Linked DNA regions of Sus scrofa: region 1 is linked to region 2. The links are chromatin contacts, called in public Hi-C maps. All regions are on one chromosome and are shown on one strand. The core of a region is the stretch at or near the end of the contact, and the rest is flanking DNA. Distances in the headings are between cores, read along the strand shown.

Region 1 (5,790 bases), core at 1,873-4,372, 120 kb after region 2:
GGACCCCCAGCGCAGTCCCCGCTGAGGCCCCGTGGGCCACCTCTTGGAAACAGCCCTCAAGTCAATGCATCAGTGAGGACTGCTGTGGGGTACATGCTGGGGGACCCAAGTGGTCACAGAGGCTCTGACGACTGCTCCCTCTGCGTGTGTCTGTGTCCTCTTGTCTTAGGAGGACACCAGTCGTGTTGCTTGGGGCCCAGCCTGGTGGCTGCATTTTACCTTTATCTGCTCTTTAAAGAGCCTGCCTCCAGGTGCAGTCGCATCCTGAGACACTGGAGTCAGGACGTCAGCGTTTGAATTCCGGGAACACTCATTCAGAGCTTGAGGCCAGTGCTCCACGCCTGGCGTGGCCGCGGGAAGGACGTCTAAAGTGAGGCCCGGTGCCGTGGTGGCTCTCTCTTCTCTCCTGCGTGGGGCTGCTCCCCTCCCCTCCACAAGCAGGTGTCCTGGGGTCACTGCGTGGAGCCAGTCCCCACGGGAGCCCAGGATGGATCTCCACAGCTGTGGCGTGAGCTGCCGTGGAGAGAGGGCCAGCCCAGAGGGTGCACCGCCCCGACGGAGGCCACAGGCCTCCAGGGCAGCCTGTCAGAGGGAGCAGGAGGGGCTCGGGACAAGCCTCCGGGATTGGGGTGCCCTGCCTTCCAGGTCAGCTTTGTGGCGCCCTTCTCAGAGCTGACAAACCACATCTCAGAGAGGAGGTTCGGCCCAGTGCAGCGGGGAGTGGTGTCGGGCCCCTGGGTGTGGAGGGAAGGCCTGGCCGCAGGAGCGGTTTTCCGGTGCCCTGAGCCAGGACACTGTGCTGGACTGTGGCTGTGCGGGTGATGGCCCCAGGGGGCAGGCCGTGCTGCCTTGAATCCTTGGAGCCGTGTGGAAGCCAAGCCCTAGCCTGTTGAGCCGGAAGCGACTCTAGGGCAAGTATGGACTCTGTCCTTAGTGGGGAGCCGTCGGAGGCTCAGAGAGAGCGAGGCGCTGATCCAGGGTCGCACAGCATTAGTGGCAGGGCAGGGTCAGACCGGGATCTCCTGACGCCCATCTGAAACATCTGTGTGTCCTGAGCTGGCTGTTCCCGGCTGATGACCTGGAGCAAGGACAGTCTGGTTCTCCTCTGAGCTGGGAGGCCCTCCAGCCCGCGTGGTCGTGAGAAACCGAACCCTGCTGCCTTCTCAGGCCCCGGGCTTCCGCCTGCTCTCACCTTCCTCTTTGTGGAAAAACGAGTAGGTTGTGCCCCAGGCCCAGGTGCTGCCTGCTGCGTGCAGAGGGGTGACTTCCCAGGGACCGGCCTGACCTCTGCCCCAAGTGGCTGACTTCCAGGGAAACAGGAGTCACCCAGCAGCTTCCTGTGGCGGAAGATGTTCTGACCCAGACCTGGTTCTCGGCAGAGTCAGGGTGGCCCTGCGCTCCCCTGCCGGCTGTGGCGCTGTGTGTGCAGGAGCGTCTGTGGCATCTCCACGTGTCTGGGTGTCTCGGGGTGTGGGGCTACAGCAGGATCCCTTTGGCTTTCTCTCCCTAAGGACCAGGGCCGGCGTCTCCTTGGTAACCAGTGGGCAGCTCAGACCTGCTTCCTGTGACACAGCTGGCCAAGTCCCTTGTCCAAGGCATTCGAGGACCCACTGCAGGCTGTGGTCACCCGGCAGCGCTCCCCACACCTTGAAGCTCACCCTTCTTTGCACAGAGGGTGTAACTTAGGCTTTCCTTATTCATGGGCTTTGGGGAAGCGGCCTTCCTTTGGGACCACGTAGCTTGGAATTGAGAAGGAGCACAGTGAAAGTCTCTCTTGGGACCGCATTTGGCTGCACGTAACGGAGATTCCACCTGGCCTCGATGTCACTAGGGATGCGTGTATGTCTCCTGGCAGAACAAGAAGCCTGGGGGCAGTCCGGGGGGCGAGGGCCCTGGCGATGCACTCAGAAATCAGGCCTTTCCATCTCCCAGCGCTGCTCCCTCTGCCGGCAGTTCTGTTCAGTCCGTGGGCTCCTCTGTACGGTCATGCCAAGTTCATAGCTGGTGGGAGGACCAGAAGGGTGTTGGAGGAGGGTGTGGATGTGCCCGAGTGTTCCCAGGTGTCTGGGTGGCTGTGCTGCGCTGCAGGAGGGCTCCACCGTTGGGGGTGGTTCCACCCTTTGTGTCGTGGTCTGTGCACATGGGTCAGAAGAATTTTCCAGCGTGGCGAGGTGAAGAGAAAGAAGAGTTTGAGATATGAGATGGATGCTGCTAGCGCAGCAGGATGACTTCCTGATGATCTAGGGGAGCTGCTGCCCAACATGTAGTCATGTCTGTTTTTATAGCCCTGGGAGAGCAGCGGTCACATGATACACCTGCTGACCTGCTGATTGGTTGAGGGCAGAGGGGTCCTATGATACACTTGCTGGTTGGTTGGGGGCATATAAGGCCTCTAGAGAGGTGGGGTGAGGAGTGGGCCACATACCTTTCCTAGTCGGGGGCAGGAGGGAGTTGGCCAGGTGGCTCAAGGAAGGGGAGGGTATATTACAGTCAGATGGGTGGGGCCAGGATAAGGGTCTGGGAATTCTTGTCTTGGCCGGAGGCTTCGAGGTCTGTCTCCTTGAAGGGCCTTGAAGCCTACCTCCCTGGAGGTGCCCTAAGCAGCCTCCAGAGCCCCCGCCCTCTGGGACCCAGCCAGCTTCTCTTGGGGAGCAGTAATTTGCGTGGCAGCCCAGCCTCCTGTCTCTGGGAATCCAGGCAAAAGGGCCTGGCAGAATCTTGGGAGAAAGATTCGGAAGCCACACAGCAAAGCGCCCTCTCTTTTAATCAAAGGATGGGCCTAAGGGTGTGCCTGCTCCACAAAGTGGCACAGCTGCCCTGCATCAGTGAGGATGGCCCTCAGCTCTGCCCACCCCAGCTGGCAGCACGCCAGCCGCGCCATCGAGGGTCCACCTGCTTCCTGGGCCCGTGGGTGAGGGCGCTGCACACCCCTTCCCACCAGGCTCTGCTCTGGGCCAGCTCCGGCCTCGGCAAAGATGACCTGGACCTGGGGGTGAGTGGGCTCTGACCCTCCAGTGACCAGGCAACCTTCGGTGACCTCTGTCTGGCCAAGTCCAAGGCCCCGAAGTTACTGGCACACAGCTGCGTTCCGTCAGCGCGGCGGGGAGGGCGTCTTGGCATGGCTTTCCGGATTACTAGCAGGCCTGCGAAGCAGCCACGGGAGGTCAGCTGGCAGCAGCCTCGGCAGTCCATGGCCACCCGATGCCCACGCCCACGTCACGGGCTTGGGCACCTGGTCCCATGCTGGGCCCTCTGCTCTCATGAGGCCCGCTCAGAGATGCTCCTCGGGCTCCCTCTCCGTTCCCATCACAGACGGATCTGAGAGGCTGGAGGGGAAGGTCAGAGGTCACCTCCCCTCCTCCCATGATCATCCACAGCAGGCATCCGGGCTGGGGGGGGAAGAAGAGGAGGAAGAGGAAGAAAAAACCAAAAGGGAATGAACTTGAATTCATAGATTTAAGATGCGTTTCTAACAAAAGGACTCGCTGCTCCGTACAGGGGAGGGGTGGGACAGTGCCCTGTCCCCCCCAGGTCGCGTCCCCGGCCCTCCTCTAACCCGACACGGAATCCCCGTGGCCCCGACCCCCACTCCCAGGGCTTCCAGAAGCGCTCTCGTGTCCACAGCTTCACAAACCGTTCCTGACCTTCCTCTGCTTCCCGCCGCCGCCTCCCTCCTCCTTCCTCTGCCTCCTGCTCCTCCGCAGCCACTCCTGGGCCCGAGGCCGACCGGGTGGGAGCGGCTGGATCTTCCCCCAGAGCCTCGGGCCTCACGCTGAGCAGCTCCGCTGCGGGGAAGAGCTAATTTGGCTCTTTGGGGAGCTCCGCTCTCACTTATTCCCGTGGAGATTTTTTCCATTTGGGTTAGAAACAGAGCAGCTCTGGCACCAAGTGAAATTCCTGCAGGCTGTCCTCCTGCAGACAACTCCCTACCCTCTCCAGGATTCCCTGGGGAGGGCGCGGGGGGGCCCGGGGAGGTGGGGACAGGCCGAAGACTGGCCTCCTTCATCCTGCCTCCCCTTGGCTTCCCGCACTTTGGGTCCACTGCCTGCATCCAGGGTGGCAGGGGACTGTATCTGCAGGTACCGCAGATCTTGCTCAAGCATCGCGGAGTTAGGGGGTGTCTTAGTCCACTTGGGCTGCGCTAGCAAAACGACCAGAGGAGTGCCTGTTGTGGTCCAGTGGGTTAAGGACCCAGTGTTGTCTCTCTGAAGATGCAGGTCCTATCCCCGGCCTTGCTCAGGGGGTTAAGGATCTGGCCTTGCCGTGACTGAGGCATAGGCTGCAGCTGCAGCTCCAATTCGACTCCTCACCCGGGAACTTCCATATGCTGCAGGTGCAGTGGTCAAACAAAACCAAACAAAACCGAAAAACCCGCTGTGGGCTGGGTGACTTAGACAACAGCTACGTCTTGGTTTTGGAGGCCGGGAATCCAAGAGGAAGGTGCCTTCGGACTCAGCGTCTGCTGGAGGCTGCCTCCTGCTCCGCAGACTGTGGCCTCGCCGTGCGCTTGTAGAGAGATCCTTCTTAATTCCTCCTCCCATAAGGGCGCTAAGCCCACCGCGAGGGTCCCACCTCATGACCTCCGTCAAACTGAGTTACCCCCCAAGGGCTTCACCTCCTAATGTGGGGGGTGAGGGCTTCAGCGTATGAATTTGCAGAGGGGAGCGGGACAGCCATTTAGTCCGCTGTAGAGGGGATGTCCCCTCAAACTCCTCTGGTCATTTCATGGCTGGGATCGGGTCCTTGGAACACAGGGAGGGAGCCTCAGGGCACAGTGTGACAAGGGGGGGCAACCCCAGCGCTCTGGCCTGGTCTGAATTGGGAGGAGGGTTGTGGGATGCGCAGCCAAGGACCCGAGAATCAGGGCTTCGTGGCCCCTCGCAGCTTGGGCCACCCCTTTCTGCGAGGCCCTGGAGCCACTCTTTGCATCTGGAGTTCAGCGATCCCCGTGACGCTTCCTAGTGCTGCACCTGCTGCGTTTCGTGTTCCGAAGCCTGAGTCTCAGACTGCTGGCTGCACGTCACCGTGGGTGGACAGAGCAGAGTGGGGATGGCAGTCTAGGAGGGGTGTCACACCTCCCTGCTGACTCCCTCTGACCTGGCAACCCTCAGTGCTCCATCAGGCCCCTCCCCCCGGGGTGGGGAGGACCAAAGCCTGGGGGCCAGAAGCTGGCTGGGGGCAGAGGGGGCAGAGGGCACGCACCAGCCGGTCCAGGGCAGGGGTACCCCCAGTTCCGCCTCCTGCACGCGCTATAACCCCACAGCGTGTGTTGGCCTTCTTCCCAGGGTTCCATAAGGGCCTCTGGACATTCCTGCTGCCCATACACTCCTTTCAAGGCCGTCAGTTCTCATTCTCTTCCTCCGCTTTCAGGTAGGCAGGTGGTCCATCATCAGAGCTTCTGGAACGTGCGGGCTTGCCAGCCCCAGCCTCGCTCTTCCGCTGGGCTGGGGTCCAGGGCACTGTTGGCTGGGGAGGGCCCCCCCAGGGGTGCGTGTGTGTGTGCGTGTGCGTGTGTGTGTGTGTGTGTTCTGGCCACTGCTGCCCTCTGACCCCATGTTGTGTGTTCTCTGCAGCCTGTGATTGTCACCCGGTGGGCGCCGCTGGCAAGACCTGCAACCAGACCACGGGCCAGTGTCCCTGCAAGGACGGCGTGACCGGCGTCACCTGCAACCGCTGCGCCAAGGGCTACCAGCAGAGCCGCTCCCCCATCGCCCCCTGCATAAGTACGCGGGAGCCGCCTTCTGGAGGCGGGGCTTGGGCGGGGGGCGGGGCTTTCCGGAGGCTGGTCTC
Region 2 (5,829 bases), core at 2,212-4,711:
CATAATCCCATCTTGTGAATTTCACACGGTTGCCATATCAAGTCAAGCTACCCAGATTATTTATAACTAAGGCAGAGGAAAGAAGTGTAGTTTTTTGGTCTTCTGAACATGAGCCTTGATACAGAAAAATGAAGCACTGTCACTGCTCTTTTGTCTTTGCCATGCTAAAATAATGAGACGATTTGTAATAGACGAAGGTGGCTTCCTTCCCTAGGTTAACTCCCTCCCACCCCCTCCACCCCCCCATCCAAAAAACTTAAAAAAAAATCAGTGTTATCGCTTGCCTAAACAGTCTTGTGTAGGGCCAAGGTGCTTTCAGATCAGGAAGAAAAGCCTAAACCCTATAGGTTTTCTTTCGCCCTGCTTTCTTTTCAGTGTTGCTTCAAGGTTACATTCTCTGTGGAATAAATGTGAACTATTGTTAAGGCCCGATTTTATTTTCAACGCAATTTGGGACTTCTTCCGGAAAGAAAGAAAGAAAGAAAGAAAGGAAAAAAACAATACGAAAGACAAGGCTCCGTATAACGTTACAGCTTCGACAGCTCTCCGTGGAATACCGAAATACTTTCTTCCGCCCATATGTATCAGCGATATTCACATGCTCTCACACACATGTGCATTTATATTCATTGTGTAAAGAAGCATCCATGCCCAGTGGGGGGGGGTGTGCATTCAAGAGAAAGGCATGAACAGTTTTAAACCACCTGGCTTGCTAGGCCCTCCCCGCCTTTCCTTTTTTTTTTTTTTTTAAAAAGAGCATCTGAAGACCATATTGTGTTTCATAAATTATTGGCATCAGTTCTCATCCGTGTCCCCCTGACGTCGGAGCTGTGTTAGTATTTAGTGCCTGACGAAGCATGCTGTTTAATCTTACGGCGGGGATGTCAGCCTGAACCCCTGCCTGGTTTGTGACAAGGCGAGCTTAGGAAAACTCGTTTTGCCACTCACTCTATGGCTTTGCATTGCCCACCTGAAACCCAAAACCCGCAACAAAAGACATCTCTGCAAGATGAGCACGGAGCTGGGCTGGCCTCCTGTGGTCACGGGTGCCTGCAGCATAATGCTCGTAATTGTTTAAACATGGCCTTGGGAGGGGGCTGTAAATGGCCCGGGAGCTTGGGCCCACCAGCAGGAAAGGGAGGTGACAGGGGAGGTGTCGGCCTGAGAAATCGAATGCCCTGCTAAAGACTTGCAAAATCAGAAGGCTAAAAGGATGCTGCTTAGTTCAGGATCTGGTACATAGCTGTAGGTAAGCGAAGGTTTTTGTAGTCATAGTCATTCTTATAATTATTGTCATTATTATAATTAACCCTTGAGGGCTTGGTGTTTTTGCATTAACATGCGCCTGACTTTGGTCATTGAATCATTGGGACTGTGCTGATAACAGGCCCTATTAGTGTGCTTACTTTGCGGATGAGGAAACCATAGCCTAGAGATACCAAACGGTTTACGCAAAGCCATGAAGCTCGTAGGTGATGGAGTGAGGGCTCCAGTCTGACTTTTGTTTTGTTTTACTGCATCCCTGGTGCTGCCTTCCCACAGAAGGGCTGGATGGAGGAGTGAGTGGTGGTTACATATCCACGTGCAGGCCAACCTCAGAGAGGTCGTGGGTTCAGGTCCAGACCGTGGCATGTGTTGCAATGAAGCAAGTCCGTTTCCCAGTGCCCATAAAAGTTGTTTACACTGTACTGTAGTCTGTGAGGTGTGCGGTAGCATTGTGTCTGAAAAAACAATGTACGCACCTTAATTAAAAAACACTTCATTGCTAAAAAATGCTAACCGTCGTCTCAGCCTTCCGCCAGGCACAGAAGTAACATCAGAAATCACTGATGACATTTTATCTCTGCAGCCTGGGTTCAGCCCCTGGTCTGGAAACTTAGATCCCACACCAAACTGGTGCACGCTTTGGCCAAAAAAAAGAGCCACTGTTGACAGATCACCATAACCCGTGTCGTAATAACGGAAAAGCTTGAAATACTGCAAAGAAGCACCCAAATGACACAGAAGAGTGACACGAGCACATGCTGTTGGTACAATGGTGCCAACAGACCCGATCAAGGCAGGGTTGTCACAAACCTTTAATTTGTAGAAAAAGCAGTATCTATGAAGCTCAGTCCAGCAGGGTGCCTTAAAACGAGGTCTGCCGTAGAGGAGAAAATTTGGAACAGCCTGTTAGCTCTTGCTAGCGTTGACCGCGGTTCCCTCATTGTGTTCTGTTACGTGACATTGAGTCGCGTGTCACATTTATGATATTCCTACGTACTTAAATATGAAATCGTATGTAAGAAGTTGTCCTTGATTTTAGCCATCAGGCCTGGTGGGAGCTGGGAGTTTTCAGGAACGCGGGTGAAGAGGGTGGACCTGCACCTTTGTGTGGGGTCTCGGCGTGCACAGGTGTTGCTGATGGCCAAGGCTTTGCTTGATTTCAGGGCCTGTGATCTCTCACAGGTGGCGGGACAGAGTTTGTAATCAGAATTTTTTTTTTTTTTTTTTTTTTTTTTTTAAGGGCTGCGCCTGTGACACGTGGACCTTCCCAGGCCAGGGGTCCAATCGGCGCTGCAGCTGCCGGCCTACCCCACAGCCACAGCCACGCAGGATCCGAGCCGCGTCTGTGAGCTACACCTCGGCTCATGGCAACGCGGGATCCTTAACCCACTGAGCGATGCCAGGGATGGATAACAGTCAGGTTCTTAACTGACTAAGCCACAATGGGAACTCCATAAAATCTTTTTTTAATAAGGCCTCCTTTCTTCTTAATACGCAGCCTCCCCTTGCTTCTCCAGGACATGCTGAAAAAAAGTCTGGGGAGGGGTGGAGAAGTCTCGTTAGAGAGGCGAGTCGAGAGCCACATCCTGGTCACTGGCGTGATGCGGGGCTGGGAGGGGCAGGGCGTGCGCATCAGCGGTGCCCTGCTGTCCTTTACCTCTGTTGGCCCCGTGGCAGCTGGAGTGAGGGGTCTCTGCTGGGGTCCCTCATTAGCACGTGGTGGGCCAGGAGGCTGCTCCCCGCTCTACCCAGAGCGGCGAGACAGAGCTGCGTCATGGGAAGACTTCGGGGGTGGGGTGGGGTGGGGTGGGGGCGCGCCTGTGCCTTTCCTGGCTTTGCCAGTCTCTCCTTTGGCCCTGCCCAGACTCCTCCCTGACCTCCTCCTCCTGGAGAAAAATGAGATCCTCGGAAAAGTATTTGAGACTTTATGTCCAGAGTAAATATTGGAAAGGCAGTGGGTTGAAATTCACATGTTCCCTGGAAGGAATCCCCTCATTTTCTGCTCACAGCTGGTATCGATATTTCCTTCTCGAGATGAGTTGTGCTTTTCATTAAGTAAATTTTTTGTCTTGGGATTAAACCAACATTGTATTCTTAATAGACTTTTATGTTTACACTTCAAAAGTCCGTTGGGTTGTTATTCGTGTTATCTCGATGGCTTCTACAGCGTCTACTATGCACGCTGGCCTCACCAAAATAAATGGCTCTCCGGGGAACTGGATTATGAAACGGTCTTATCTGTCGATGCACTGGGACGGGTGTTTGTGAGCCAGAATTTTTTTTTCTTCTTCCTTTCGGAAGTGATAATCATACCTTGGGTTTCTGTATTGCCTTTCATTAGGGGGAGACTGCAGGTCTCAGAGGGCTTTTGAAATGCTCAGGATTTAAGCCTAATACTTGCAGAGTGGCCCAGAGCATTTTGCCTGTTGTCTGGAAAGACACGCAGCAGCCCTTGTGGTCTCTGCAGCCTGGGAAGGTGTGGCATTGGTTTGGGTGGCCAGGGAGTTTAGGATGCTGGTCCGGGGGGCAGGGGGAGTGTGCGTGGGGGTGTCGGGTTGCATCCTGAAGACAGACCGCAAACCCCTACTAAGTGTCAGGCATTGTCCTGGGCGCTTTACATGTGCGTTGTTTCTGTGGATCAGCTCGCCACCAGGAGCGGAAGCCTTTCGCAACCCCACGTCCCTGCCACCAAAGGGCAGCTGTTACACAAACAAAACTGAGTGTGGACAGGGCATGTCTTGGCTTCTCCAGGGACGCTGTTACACACACAGGGAGCAGGGGCCATCAGCGACGCTTGTATAGGAGGCTGATCACATAGAAGCCACGTCCTGTTGTAACCAGCCTCCAGGGATGGTTCTGAACAGCGCCTGCAATAAGCCAGCTGCCTGGGACGGTCCTCAGACACTCTGCTGGCCTTCTGCTGGCTTGAGATTTGATTCGGATAACACAACATGGGGAGTTCAGTGTCGCCTTTCTGTACTTTTTTTTTTTTTTTTTTTTTTAAAGAGGCTGCTTCCGCGGCACGTGGAGGTTCCCAGGCTAGGGGTCCAATCGGAGCTGTAGCCGCCAGCCCACACCACAGCAATGCCAGATCCAAGCCGCATCTGTGACCTACACCACAGCTCACGGCAGCGCCGGGTCCTTAACCCGCTGATCGAGGCCAGGGATCAAACCAGCACCTCGTGGATGCTAGTCAGATTCATTTCTCCTGAGCCACGATGGGAACTCTGCCTTTTTGTACTCTGTACTCTTATTCCAAAAATGTAGCCCTCTTATAAACTTGGGGTTAGATTTTAAACTTGATTTAGTTATTGACTTTTTTCAACTGCCCGCGTGGCATGTGGAAGTTCCTGGGCCAGGGCTCGAACCGGCGCCCCGGTGGTGACTTGCTCCATAACTGCGGCAGCGCCGGATCCTCAATCTGCTGCACCACCCGGGACTTCAACGTGAAGTTAGCTTTTAATTTGCCTTTGGGATGTTGTAAAATTTATGTAACTTTTGTGGTCCCCCCCTGCCCGCCGCCCTGCCCCTGTCAGAAAGCAGAGACCCGTTCCAGCTGTCATTCTTTACCTGTAGCGATACTGCTTTCCTTCCTGTCCCCAGCTCCTGGGAGGCCCTGGCCAGGTGTGTTCATCTCTGACTATATTATTTTGTGCCACATCTGCCCTCTGACGGAAAGGGGCTGTGGGCGTGGGATGGGCCAGAAGTGAAATGCCTCTCATCCGAGCCTTTTTTCTCCCAAACACTTAAGCGCCCACCCCAAGCCTCCTTTGGGATGGATGCAAAGGAGCATCGGTGGCGCCTGCATCTGCTGGCCCTCAGAGACCGAGGGAAGATGTCCTCGAGGGGGACAGGTGCACCCGTGGTTGAGGGGTACTGCCGAGGCGTGGAGTGTGCCCTGTGGGGGTCATTCCTGGAGCTTTCTGCTGTTGGGGTCAGTGTATGAGCTGGAGCTAAGCTGGAATCAGGCCGCAGTGCCTTTATGCACAGAAAGAAGATCCAGAGAAAGATGCTTCTGTACGGGGGGCTTCCGGGTTATTTAAAGGGGAGGAGGTGTTTCAGAAATCCAAGTAAGTTTGTTGGCTGAGAACCGTAAAAGGCCGAAAATAGCACAAAGAGGAACAGAACGTTCACCGCATCGGCTAAGAGCCAGTGAATCCTCCCAACTCAGCCTGGAAGGAGGCACTAGAGGTCTGTCTCTGTGGAGGCGTCAGGACTCGTCTAGGCAAGGTCCAGGTTTAGTTGAGGGCTCATTCATGGCCCCTCCCGAGTGGTGCTATTGCTAGATTTTCCCCACTTCTTTTCTGCCTACGGATAAGAGAGATTATTGGTTGTCGTGTCCAGTTTTCCATACATTCCAGAGGCTCCACATCTAAGTTAGACAACCTGTAGGACCACAGGAATGAGTCTTAGATAACAAGGAAATGATGTAAATCTCCTTTAGTTTCCCTGGTGTCTGTGTGGTGCGTGTTTGATGGATCATCCCAAAGGGACGAATGCTTCCTGCTGCCTGAATACGGTTGTCAGGGCTTCTGATTTCATCTGTTCCTTCTTGGAATGGCT

Evidence for each region. Hi-C and Micro-C count contacts between places; a contact is called where the count stands out from the background.
Region 1: a contact with region 2 is called in a Hi-C map of liver, with 1.8 times the contacts expected there. The contact joins two enhancer-like sites. A contact is called at or near these places in 5 of 47 Hi-C or Micro-C datasets (fibroblasts, heart right ventricle and liver).

Annotation. Positions count from the first base shown.
Region 1 is chr12:54,230,444-54,236,233 of Sscrofa11.1, forward strand. It overlaps NTN1 (netrin-1), which reads left to right. Exons shown (of 8, transcript NM_001044548.1): 4 at 5,574-5,723. Among named protein-coding and RNA genes, the nearest start is that of TRNAE-UUC, 77 kb to the left of the region's middle. Within about 2 kb of position 3,123, at least 14 of the 83 cell types and tissues checked have an H3K27ac peak or open chromatin away from gene starts, as enhancers often do. A contact at or near this core is called in liver, where this site is marked.
Region 2 is chr12:54,110,455-54,116,283 of Sscrofa11.1, forward strand. All of the region lies in intron 2 of NTN1 (netrin-1), which reads left to right. Among named protein-coding and RNA genes, the nearest start is that of NTN1, 24 kb to the left of the region's middle. Within about 2 kb of position 3,462, at least 2 of the 83 cell types and tissues checked have an H3K27ac peak or open chromatin away from gene starts, as enhancers often do. A contact at or near this core is called in liver, where this site is marked.